Regions from separate parts of the Gossypium hirsutum genome. Here region 2 is linked to region 1. A link is a contact called in public Hi-C data. All regions are on one chromosome and are shown on one strand. The core of a region is the stretch at or near the end of the contact, and the rest is flanking DNA. Distances in the headings are between cores, read along the strand shown. Region 1 holds the start of LOC107900629. Region 2 holds the start of LOC107900631 (caffeoylshikimate esterase).

The links. A called contact is a pair of places that touch in the nucleus more often than the background predicts.
Region 2: a Hi-C map of leaf shows a contact between it and region 1, with 4 times the contacts expected there. The contact joins the promoter of LOC107900631 here to the promoter of LOC107900629 in region 1. A contact is called at or near these places in 10 of 34 Hi-C or Micro-C datasets (fibers, hypocotyl and leaf).

The regions. Positions count from the first base shown.
Region 1 is chrD06:43,532,365-43,539,003 of Gossypium_hirsutum_v2.1, reverse strand. It overlaps LOC107900629, which reads left to right and starts at 4,840. Exons shown (of 2, transcript XM_016826299.2): 1 at 4,840-5,841. The coding sequence starts at 5,569.
Region 2 is chrD06:43,688,684-43,695,033 of Gossypium_hirsutum_v2.1, reverse strand. It overlaps LOC107900631 (caffeoylshikimate esterase), which reads left to right and starts at 1,419. Exons shown (of 1, transcript XM_016826301.2): 1 at 1,419-2,805. The coding sequence starts at 1,688. The coding sequence ends at 2,716. It overlaps LOC107900630 (helicase-like transcription factor CHR28), which reads right to left. Exons shown (of 13, transcript XM_041095854.1): 8 at 6,041-6,350; 9 at 5,795-5,925; 10 at 5,412-5,630; 11 at 4,398-4,997; 12 at 4,069-4,278; 13 at 2,868-3,497. The coding sequence ends at 3,393.

The DNA.
Region 1 (6,639 bases), core at 3,591-6,090:
AATCCTCTCAACTAAGTCACGGTTGAAGGATAAGGTTATGTCTATTGATGTGAGGTGCCTTCTATGCAATAGTCACCAAGAAGGCATTAAATATCTCCTCCGCTAATGTCCAATTAGTGAACTTAGTGTTGGAACGCCGGCACTCCTACGGCGCAGTGAAAAATAAAACATTCAGCGATCCTAACCATGGATCCATGTGTAAGGAATGAATCGAGGTGAAATAAAGGTTTCGAAATCACCGAATATTTATTCTAAGTAGACAGCAACGCCTCAGCAGCGAGTAATCTGATCTACTATCGAACCAAGCCGCAATCTATCATGACTCCGGCCTCTACGTAATCCACTCAGTTCACAATGAATGGAAGGAATCCCTAAAACTTTTTTTTTGGAAAAGACTTTGCTTTGACGGCTGCTAGACCCCAAGCAAAGAAAAAACGGGATTTTTATATCTATTTTTAGGGTTTCTAGAAATTAAATAAATATAACAATGTTTTAAACTGAAAATTATAATTACATTAATTATAATAATGATTTCAGTAAACTATATATTTATTTGAATTTATATACTAACCAAATTCATGTTCTCATTATGCGTACAACAACCTTGTACATAATGTGTTCGATATTTGATTACCCGATTAAATTAATTCTATAATTAGTTTAATTCAAGCGACAACCAAACACAATACCAACTATGTTTTATTCCGTTCATTTCAACTATAGGGTGTGACCCTATAGGTTTTTGTAACGTTAGCAGTAATACTAGAACGATTCCAATGTTACAAACAATGAGTGACACCTAACAATGCATCATTGCTACCTAAGTCACAAGAAATCATGATTCAACATAACCTTTTTATGATTAACCTTTCATGCAATAATCCTTAAGTCCTTTATCTCTAGATTGGACACAAGTTATGGAATAGTCACACTTGCATAGTCCATTCCATGTTCCTTGATATCTCAAGTAGACTATGATATACAAATAAGTATGACATCTCATATCAGCTTATTTGAGCATGGTCATGCATTTCTAGTCTCACTCAATCAAATGGCCTAAGATATTACCCCCATTATGTAGGAGGGACTTATCCTATATCGATCAACCATATCCCTCTACATAGATCGTGGTATATCCAACATCAGCCTTTATAGAACAACCAGTTACGGTGTACGTTTGATTGTATCAAAATATACAACTCACGATGTTAGGATTATGATGATCTCAAGTCTGAGGATCATATACATATTAATCACTATGAGTAATGTTGTGACAATTACATAATAATCCAAGAAACATACTCATAACGGGTCAGTCCAATATGTTGTTCTCTAACACACATATTCATGCATCGATTTTGACATTCCATATTAATGACAACTCTTTATCATCAATCAACTACATGTTAGTCTTAATGCATTATTGTTGTCCTATCCAACAATAATACTTGACTAAGGACTTTTTAAGAATAATCATATTATTCTCAGGACATTATTATAAAACAGTTTATTTATACACATAGAAAAGAAACTGAAATAATAATGGTAACGCCTTATATTAATAAACATGATAAATCAAGTATGTTATTACAACCATCTCATGATTAATCTTTGGGCATACTCTAACACTTAGGTGGAAAAAGCTATGGAACTCAGGGAACATTACTCTTACTAAAATGTGGATTAGAATAATTTGCTTTTCAAATTATGTTCTCCATAAAACATGGTTTAGAAAGCCACCACTTCCATGAAATATTGTCTTTGCTTATTTTCTCTTGGAAAACCGGAATACTTGAAACAATATCATCTTTCACTCCAAGTATGCTAACATGGACATCTTTCCTTGCACCCTTGAACATGCTATTATTTTCCTTACACTTGTGGCTAAGACAAGGGAACCTTTTACACCAATCTTGATAAAATTATGTTGGAAAGCCTTTAGAAAAGGGAGTGACAAATTAAATTCAGATGGCTCACTATTAACTATCCCTAGAAGGCGAGTATTGGACCTATCATTAGAGATGAAAATGAGTAATGGCTCATAGGGTCTTATTGACACATCCCTCATGCCAATAGCTTAGAAGCAAAACTGATACGAACTCGGTTGATGTTGTTTCGAGTCGTAATAGTTTACCCGATTGAGAAACTGAGTAAGTTATGCTTCGTTTCAAGAAAGTCTGAAAACGGATAGAAATAGGCTCAAACAAGAGTTCAAAGAGTTTGAAAGATGGATCGAGGAAATTTGGCTAAGGCAAAGGCTGAACCAACAATATAGAAATTTTTGACCCAAGACTTACAAGCACTTAGATGGATAATGAAAAAATGAAATCAGCAAATAAACCTTGACCCACTATCTAACAAGAAAGCAACCAAAGGTATAGCGAAATCAGTAAATAAACCTTGACCCATTATCTAACGAGATAGGAACCAAAGGTATAGCTAACGCCACACTTGAAGTTATAAGTTCGGATATCAAAGGAAAGAAAAGACGCCACAAGCCTAGCTTGATAAATCAGATCAGTCCCAAATAGAACAAGGAGATTTGGAATACTCACAAGTTTCAAAATATTTCATAAAAATTTAGCAAAAAGTCGTTCTAAACAATGTTTTCTTACAAACTATTTATAGGCATTATTATGACTATTCAAATTCAACATTCATTTTAGCTATTAACAAAATATTAAAATTCGATTATAACTCTTAATGGGCAGCCAAAGAGTCATGTCTTTTCACTTGATTCATGCATAACTGAAAAGTCATGCCTCTTCACTTGATGAAGGCTTACTGGTCCATTAAATGTGCTACTTAATGTCCCTTCATTTTCCCCTTAACCAAATGCCTTAATGCTTGTGTATTCATCTCTTAATTAGCACCATAACTAACTTTGACTACATGAAACCGATCAGACTTGAAGAGTCACTCTTGGTCCATTTGAAAAGTCACCATAATGAGCTTTGAGTGCTTCAATATCCCCAAAAACGTTCCAAATATGCACCAGCAATTAAGTGACCAAATGCACACTCTTTTATGCCAAAACTGGACAGCCAATTGAATGTGATAGCATTTGATTCTTCTTGGCAAACGAACAGCCCTATTGTAGTTATGTGACCAGCCTTTTGGACTTTCCTACAACAATCACACAGTCAATTTATTTAAGAAAAATTAAACACACTATAACTTAAGTATTAAAAAAATAACAACCAAATTAAATAACATACTAATATAAACAAACTCAAACATATTTAACAACTAAGATGCTTAAATACTTGGTTTTAATTAAGATGTAAACTAAATGAACAATGAATTACTTAATGCATGATTTCATTGAAAGATGCAAACTTTAATTAACATGGAAGTTATATAATGCATGACTTCATTAAATGCAGAACATAAAATGCATGTCATAATTAAATGATGTAGATCAATAATGCAAGACGCTAATTAAAAATGCATTTAATAAACAAGACATAATTTAAGACCCATATTATAATAACTGAAGTTACTAAAATAAATAAATCAAAGTCCTTATTCTAGCAACTAAATTAACAAATTGGAACTAAAAGCTTCATTTTGCACTTGGGCCCCTCGAGTTTGGGCCAATTCTAATATTGTCGAATTGTTTCAAAACATGATATGGCCAGGATCGCGTCAAAAACTTTAGGGACTTAGAGATGGTCTTTAACTTGCCATGAGACCGAATTTGCAAAATTTGGAAATTGAGATCGATGCTACCGTTGTTATTAGTCTTATTCATAATGTATCAATTCATAATATGTTGCTATATACGGTTGTCTCCGATTGCAAGGCACTCTTATCAATACTGGAAGGAAAAACATTTAAGAATGTCATTTGAGAGAAAAATAGATGTATAGATGCCCTTACTCACCTGGGAAATAGTTTTAATTTCTCTGTTTTGAATGTTAATTCCGAACATGATCTTTTATTCATTTGTAATGTGCCCTTCAAGCCTTTCCCCCTCTTTTGATGGCAAATGCCTTTAGGGATAGTTTATATTGTATTTTTGGGTAGTTTAATGCAATCTTGTTCTATTTTTAAATATATATATCAAAAGTTTGTGCGTAACTAAAAAAATCGAATCAAAATCATGATAAACAAATAACCATTACATTGTCATTCTAGTGACACGTGCGAAGAAGGCAGAAATAGGGGCCATAAGGTCCGGTCCCATTCCAACCTCCACGCCTTCAAGGAAGATGGGTATGCCCCGGCATGGTGCATGTGGAGTATTAATGAAAAAATGGGTCTCGTGGAATAGTAGGCTACCTATTTAGGAACCGGAACAGCCCTCTCCACTCACTGTGGAATGAAGATGCCACTGCACCTTCCTTTATAGGCAAACTTGAAGGGGGCCTTGCATTGGTTTTTGCTGTTGGCCCTAACGCCTGTGCCTTTTAATACATTAGCATGTTTACGACATCAACTTTAAATATATAGTTTTCTGGGCATTTGATGGAATTAACCCAAAAAGGCTTACATAATTCTTGATTATGATTAAATAATTGTGTATTATACTAAAAAGAATCGCAAGAGAAATGAATCCCGATTTTATACCATGCTTTTAGGAAGAGGATTCACCAAGGAGGAGCTGTGAACAAATGATGTGTAATGCCACATAAATATCACGGCACAAAGCATGTAACGTTGAGGGTCCTGACCGGGGGACCACTGTCTCTGAGTTGCCCTATTCAAGATTGAAGAAGAAAGAAAGAAACTGATGGATGATGATAACTTTTTTGTTTTTATGATTTTGTATCAGTTCTCTTGTTGCAGTACTTCGTTTCCTATTTCTTTTTGTGTGTATGTATCACTGCAATTTCTTTGCTTTGGAATCTGTCATTCTTCAACTTCTGTCAAAATCCTTCAACTATTTTCACAATTGCCCCTCCATGTACTCCCCTGCTTAGGTTAATAAATGGGGATTTCAAAGTTGAAAAGACTACCTGGTTTAGCAATTAAAATGGATGGTTGTGGCAATAAAGCAAGCAGGTAAAAAAACACAACTAAGGTTCTCTTGCCACCTTGGCTCCTAAGTTAAAAAAAAAAAGTAAATTCTGAAACCTTCCAAGTCTTGGACCTTGTAAATTGTGATTACATGAGGGCAAAAGAGAAGAAGACATGATAAGTCTATTCCGACACTTTAATTTGCCTCTCAGTTAATTTGCAAATACCCAGAATTTTGTTTGTTCTTCCACCACCAACTTTTTATTTTTTTTTAAAAAAATCACTGGTAGTAAAAGAGGTAGAAAAACCATCTCCAAATTCCAAAGTCCTATTTTTCACCTCTTCACGTAAAGATAGCCCACGTGCTTCTCTCTGTCTCCCTGTCTGCTCTCTCTTTTCCTCTCTTGCAAACCCTCTAACCTGACCTGTTTAAACTACTCCAAGAAGCTTTGGTACTGGTGTAAAAGCTTTTATGTACTGCCGTAACTTTAACACCATAAAAAGAACCCTTGCTTTCTCTCACTCACATGAAGAGCTATGGGATGAGAGTTGAGTAAGGCGCTACTACTTCTGTTTTTTTTTTTTTTTGCACCCACTGCTGAAAAAATGGGACAAGAAGAAAGCTACATGTATAGTTGGTCACCGATAGGAGCTCCATTGAATATACAAAGAGGGGAGGACCACTGGAGACAATTTGACAATTCTGTTAACGCGGTGTCCTTTGGTTTTGTTGCTACTGCCATTCTCATCTCTATGTTCTTAGTGATGGCCATCTTTGAACGCTTTCTCAGACCTAACTCTTCACCTACTGGTCCTAATTATGGTGACCTTGAATCTCAGCTTAGTTTCAATGGCAAGCTCAGGCACCCATCACCAAATGTGAGTCACCCCCTTCTGTTTCTACATCTGGGATTTCTTTAATTTTGTTAAAAAGTTAGAATTACATTAGAACTCTAGAGTTAGCTAATGAGATCTTAATTTTCTGTCAATTTGATGCCTCATGACATAACGCATCTCAGTAGCTTAAAGTTTCCATCTTTCCTGCATTTGTAACTTTGCGTCTTTTATTCGAAAGTTTGATCTGTTTTTGGAGCCGGTCAAAACAGTGTTGTTGTTATATTTGTGATCGTTTAGGCAATGACCTTTATGACAAGTGAATGGTCTGCTAGCATCTCGGATTGGGAACAAATGGTCAACCATGGTGGACACAAACTTCAGTTGATTTTCTTCTTATTTTCAGCTCTTATGGTGCTCTATTTTAGCTTCAATATGATAATTGACCCATAGAGTCTGTGGATAATGATATTATGTGTGATGCACTTCAATTATGGTAGATTAAGGGCAAATTAGACGAACTATCTCAGTTTAGATTAAACTATTAAACTTTTCCCGAAGGTATCCACTGGTCCTTCAGCATGCTACACATGTAGACTACTCTACTGTGTTCCATGGATTTTGATGCAGATGCTAGGCTCACCAACCTACTATTTCGAGCCTTCCCCTAAGTGACGCAATGCTAATATCTAGTCTCTCTGCTGTGAAGTTAAGTTTAATTAGAAGCCGGTTCAAAATCTTCTAAATGGTTTAATGTAGGCCTCTATGGCATGTTAGAATGTCCATGGAATCCTGTTGGCGATAGGTCTAAATCAATTCACACGATAGTTAGCACCTTGCAAG
Region 2 (6,350 bases), core at 170-2,669, 160 kb before region 1:
CTCCAAAATGTCCCTACATCACTTAACCATAGGTTAAGGCCCCCAATGGCATTATTGGCCAATTTGAGGTCTTAAAATGAGTAAAAACAAGACATATACACTTTTTAACTTAAAACCTAAAAAATATGAAAAAACTACAAAGAAGGCACTACTTTGCTTGAGAATAAGCTCCATAAATGTATCGAGAAAGTCAAATTTGTCATGTCAAATTACAACAGATCAAGAGCAATAAAAGATCTAACAATAAGATCTAAGAGATATGTACAAGAGAAAATAAAAGAACAAAGAATTTGAGGTTTTTCTCTTGACTTTGATGCTTGGATATGTCTCTATTGAATCTTAAAGTATTGTTGATGAGTGTTTATACCAAAGTATAAATTTGTAGACATTTATGGCCATTGGAGGTAATTTGAAACCGTTGCAAGCATGAATTTTGAAATGAAAAAAATATTTCTACTACTCAAGTCTTGATCTTTATCAAGGAGGTATTAGTACTTGGCTAAAAAGTAACCATTGAGAGGCTAAGTCTCTAGACTTGCAAACCCAAGTCTCAAGACTTGCCTAGTAAGTCTCAATATCATGCCCTTGTAGAAAATGTTGTTGGCTACTGACTTGTAAAACCCCAAATATTGATACTTGGTTACCAAAATGCCTTAGAGAACATTTTATGCAGCTTTAAATACTTTGGTATTGACTAAAGAACATTTGGAACATTATGAAACACACATAGAACATGTTTTTGAGTTTTTGCAAGTGCTGAAAATGCATGAAAAATGTTTGATAAGATTTTCAACCATATTTTTATGACTTAAGAAATATATATAATTTATATTAACAATTAATGTATTTTTTTAAAGAAACATAGCTAAAGAACTAGCTAATATGATTGAAAAGGAATAAATGGTTGAAATATTGAATAAAAATCGATTCGATTGGATTTTTAATTTTTTTATTTAACCTCATTTTGAAAATCTTAAAAATATTAGCTAATGATAATTAAGAAATATTTATAAAAATAAAAATATCAAAAAATATTAAGACATAAGAAATATATATTAACAAAAATATTAATAATGAAAATAAACCAAAGAATAAGAAAGCCCAGAAGATTATATGAGAAATTGAAAACAGAACCGAATTTTTATGTTAAAAAAAAAACGCCTATTGTACATGCTTTTCGGTTTTGTTCAAAGTTCTTACGTTTCCACGTCAAGATATTTCTCAGTATTAAGTTAGTTTTTATTTATGGATTGGAATAAATAACATTTAATTCGGATATAACTATCAAACTGTATATATCAGTTGTTTAACATTATTTTACTTTTATATCATCTTCACTTTTTCAATTTTCTATAAATGCTTTTTTTTCCTTAAATTTATTAAACTTGGGTTTTGGTGGCAATGCTATTCAAATAGAATTCAAACCCTCATCCCTAAAATTACTTTTAACAAAAAAAAAAATATAAATCTACCACATAGTTTAGCACCAATTTTTAAGTTAAGCATTTAAAAAGAAAATGGAGGTGCTTGAAGAAAAAAAAAATTTAATACCACAAAGATGGGAAAAAATGTATAATTTATATACAAATCTACGATGAAGCCGAAGGTGAAAAGAGGAAGAAAGCCTATCTCTTGGTAGCCCAACTCAACCACTAGTCCAACCCTTAGAATAAAGAAACCTCTTTAAATGACCAGCCACAAAACTATTTACCAATCAAAAGCAGACGCCCAAAACGATCTGATCTACTCAACTTCTTCTCCAAGGATGGTGGAACAAGAAGAAAACCTTCATTACTGGGGCGACATCTCAGAGGAAGAGTATTACAGGCTGCAAGGAATCAAAGGGTCAAAATCGTTCTACACTTCACCAAGAGGCCTCTTTCTCTTCACAAGATCATGGCTTCCACTCTCTGGCCCTCCACGTGGCATCATCTTTGTGATCCATGGGTATGGCAATGATATAAGTTGGACTTTCCAGTCCACATCAATCTTCCTTGCTCAGAAAGGGTTTGCCTGCTTTGCCCTTGACATGGAAGGCCATGGGAGGTCTCAAGGCCTTAGAGGCTATGTCCCACATGTTGATTTGGTTGTCCAAGACTGTCTCTCCTTCTTCAATCTCATCAAGCAAGATCCTAACTTTGGTGCTTTACCTTGTTTCCTTTATGGAGAATCAATGGGTGGTGCCCTTTGTTTGTTGGTTCATTTTGCTGATCCAAATGGGTTCCAAGGAGCTGTTTTGGTAGCGCCCATGTGCAAAATCTCAGACAAGGTTAGACCCAGATGGCCAATTCCTCAAGCCCTCACTTTTATCTCCAATTTCTTGCCCACTTTAGCCATTGTACCAACCGAAGATCTTCTGCACAAATCAATCAAAGTAGAAGAAAAGAAGATTGTTGGGAACAAGAACCCAGTCAGATACAGAGGGAAACCCAGATTGGGGACAGTTGTTGAACTCTTGAGAGTGACTCAGCTTTTGAGTGAAAAACTGCGTGATGTAAGTATCCCATTCCTAGTAGTCCATGGGAGTGCAGATGTTGTCACGGATCCGGAAGTGAGTCGGACTTTGTACAAGGAAGCATCCAGTCAAGACAAGACCTTGAAGATCTATGAAGGGATGTGGCATTCCTTGTTGTTTGGTGAACCTGATGAAAACATTGAGATTGTTCGTACTGATATATTGTCTTGGTTGGATGATAGATGTAACACAAAGATCTAAACTGGTTTAATTTACGCTGTCTCATTGGAACAACATTATGTTGACGAGGATTTGCAATTCAATTTCAATAAACTTAAATGCTATCATCATATTCGGATATTCTGAAAAACGAATGTAACAAGTAGTACAGGGATAAAGCATAGGGTTCTAATTCGCAATAATCAAGTTTTCACATTAATGAATGAATACACTGCAGGGCCATAAATAGTATACTCAAAATGACCGATGATGCTACAAATTTCAGTTTCTGTATCTTCGAAAAGAATAAGAAAAATAAAAATAGGGGACCTATCATTTACATAACTAAAAGAATAGCCCGGTTCCAACCCTATACCATCTTTGGAAGAGCCCTATCCCTATATCCATATACAATGTCATAGGTGATGTGAGGTTTGAGAACTATCAATGACCAACAAAACAAATTTAACTTTCCTTTTGTGACTATGTGGTATGAGAATTCTCCTACTATTAACAGCGTCTGTTCAAAAAGCCTTGCCCCTTGCCTGTCATAGCATCTGCTAGGCAGGGAAGACGGGTTGTGAAATGGTGTTCTACAGGAAGAAGTGGGAGATCCGACTGTCCATCCCCAACATGATGCACGGGACCCTGGGATGCAAGTCTATGCACCGCCAGTTTTGCTAATGCCAATTACTGATGTAGCTATAAAAGTGACACATCATGCCATGAACAAGTATTCCAAGTCTTCTACTGTGAGGCGAGTCTGACGCCCACCGGTTTCATCCTCCCCAAATGCTGATGCAACCATCTTCCTCTTCTTTTGCTGTCAATCACGAAAACAAAAAATAAGCAAACCCTTACTGAAAATAAAGTTCTTGGAGAAAGTAAACATGCAAGTTCTATTGATGCTGGGAAGCCATTTTAATATGGCCATTAAACCAGCACAAGTTGGTTTCAACATGAATATATTCCCAACAGCTATTGTGGTTTCCACTGGCTGTACTATATCCAGGCCAGGGATTTCAAGAGCAACCACTGCCCATATGACTGGACTTGTGACACACAAATTTAAAATAGTTCCATGCTCAGTTTTAAACTATATTTAATTACGATTATGCTAGATAGATAATGCGATAAGCATTCAGGCATTCAGGCAAGGCTTAGCCCACATGAAGCTCAAATTTTCTCCGTGGCATATGGGCAGCTTTATCCATGTTTATAACACTGAAAGTTAACTTCTCAAGACCATTAACAGCATCAGATACATCAATTCTTTTCTATGCACCAAGCAACCATATCAGCATCAAATACACTCTTCAGCTTGATAAAGCTATGGAATTAAACACGAAGAGAAAAGCAGACCATTGTGACTGCATAGGTGGGGAAAAGCTTACCTGAAGAGCCAAAATACGATCCTCAACTGTATCTTTCACAGTTAATCGTAAAACAGTTACAGGCCGAGTCTGCCCAATTCGATGTGCCCTATCAATTGCCTGGTCCTCAGTTGTAGGGTTCCACCAAAGATCAAGCAGAAGTACATGGCAAGCTGCAACCATGTTCAGCCCAAGACTGGCAGCTTTTAAGGACATAATCATAACAGATACCTACAAGCGAAAGGAATGAATTTCATGATTAAGCAGATTTGCTGAACACCAGAATATCACACTCTCTATGATAAGGTACAAAATAATAGAGGTAAAAGAAGAATAGAAATCATTGAAACCTCTGGTAGGGTGTTGAAATCTTTCACTGCTTTATCTCTAGCAGCAACTGACATAGTTCCATCAAGTCTTCTGTATTGGATGGAAGAACTTTTAAGACAGGCTTCAAATAAATCCAACATCCTTGTCCACTGGGAAAACACTATAGCTTTCTCCCCAGGTGCCTTACTGGAATCATTCGAACTTGCACCCATAACCAGATCCTTTCCATCTGGAAGGCCATTTAGTGAATCCGGAGACTGGAGATCAGAGGAACCTTCTGGGCAGCCACTAGTCCTTAATCTATTATCTTGAGGTTTAGCTAGTGATTTAAGGACATCAAGGGCAGCTTTAATTTTGGAAGAATCATTCAAACTATCCTCAGAACAAGGCCCAATTACCTCAACAACTTTTGAACCAGAACAATCAAGAGACTTATCCTCACCAGGCTGCTCAGAGAGAGAACTGTTTAAAGAGGTATTCGAAAACACTGAAGACGCACTTAATTGACCTTTGCAATTTTTGGTGGGACACTGCTTGTCATCACCAGTAAGATGTTCAGAGATGCATTGGTTGCAGAAAACATGACCACAGATGGTGACAACAGCATCTTCTGGTGGATCCTACAAAACATAAGCATGGATGTCAGAACGGAAGATTAAAACTTAAAAAGTTGAAGAATAATAAAAAATAAAAAACTAAGAGGAGAAATTATGCCAAATAGATGATTCTGGTACTTAGCCATGAAAGGCAAAACAAGCCACCATAAAGCACAATATGATCCTTCAGCATACCCCAAGCTGAAGCATTTAAACATACGCAAACAATTATTTCATCTAATCCTAATTGAATGAATCCTTATGTGATCACTCAAATCCTTTAAAGTGGTATTGTTCCTAATTGTTCCTAAAATCCTTATTTGTTCCTAGTTGAATGAAACATGCCTAGGCAATAAATAATCAAAATACTGTAAAAGAGAAGCTGTTATTAAAGTAGATGAAAACGAACTAAAGGAACAAGCCGAAAGAACCACATACATTGCAGATGCCACAGAGTTCCAAAGATGATAAACAACTTAAAAGAAATGTTAGCTTTTCCTGAGGAAGCTTCTTTGCAGTCTCAATTGACAATTTCCATGAAGAGTTTGAATCAAAACCTCTGACCAGAAGAGGATGATCACAGGCTTGGCGAAGCCGCAAAAGCATCAACAAGATATTCACATAGTTCTGTTTGACAGTCCCTGCAGCTGCATACTCCTGATAAAGATTTCAAAAATTAGCAAATAAAAACAGAACGTAATAGAAGCATAATAAAACCACATAAACAATTCATACCATTAGGTATATCCTGTAAAGCTACAAAGAAAGGTATACGATATACAGTGGATATCTAAATTTAGTTAGACTAAGAAAAACCGTACTTTAAACTGAGCACGTGAATCAGACTCCAGTCTGGAATAGAAGTCACGTTCCGCCTTTGTGAATTCCACCTTTCTCAGTTCTATCATTTTAGGTGGCAAGTTAATAATTGGTTCCCCATCAAGAAGTGTAGCTGCAAAAAGAACACAAAAAAATTAAAATAAGTGATTGCAATTAGTTGCATGCAAATAACAGTAGAATCACATTTTCACTGCACGACCAACTTAAACTAAAGAAACAGCTAGTACCTTTCGTGCGGCGTAACATTATTGTTTGCAAGATAGCTTGCAATTTTGGATAGCCTTTCGCTGGATTTTTAGCAATCGGGATCTTTATGGAAGAACAGAAATATTTGTAAGCAGCATATGGGTCATATCTCAGAAATCTGAAGTAGCTATAAAGGTCGTCAATGGCATTTTGAATTGGAGTCCCAGACAAACACCATCTTCGTTTAGCACGAAGGCCCCAACAGGCCCTAGCAACTTGAGTTTTATGGTTTTTAATGCTTTGGGCCTCATCCAGAACAATTCTAAACCATCCAACTTTTGCAAGAGGTCG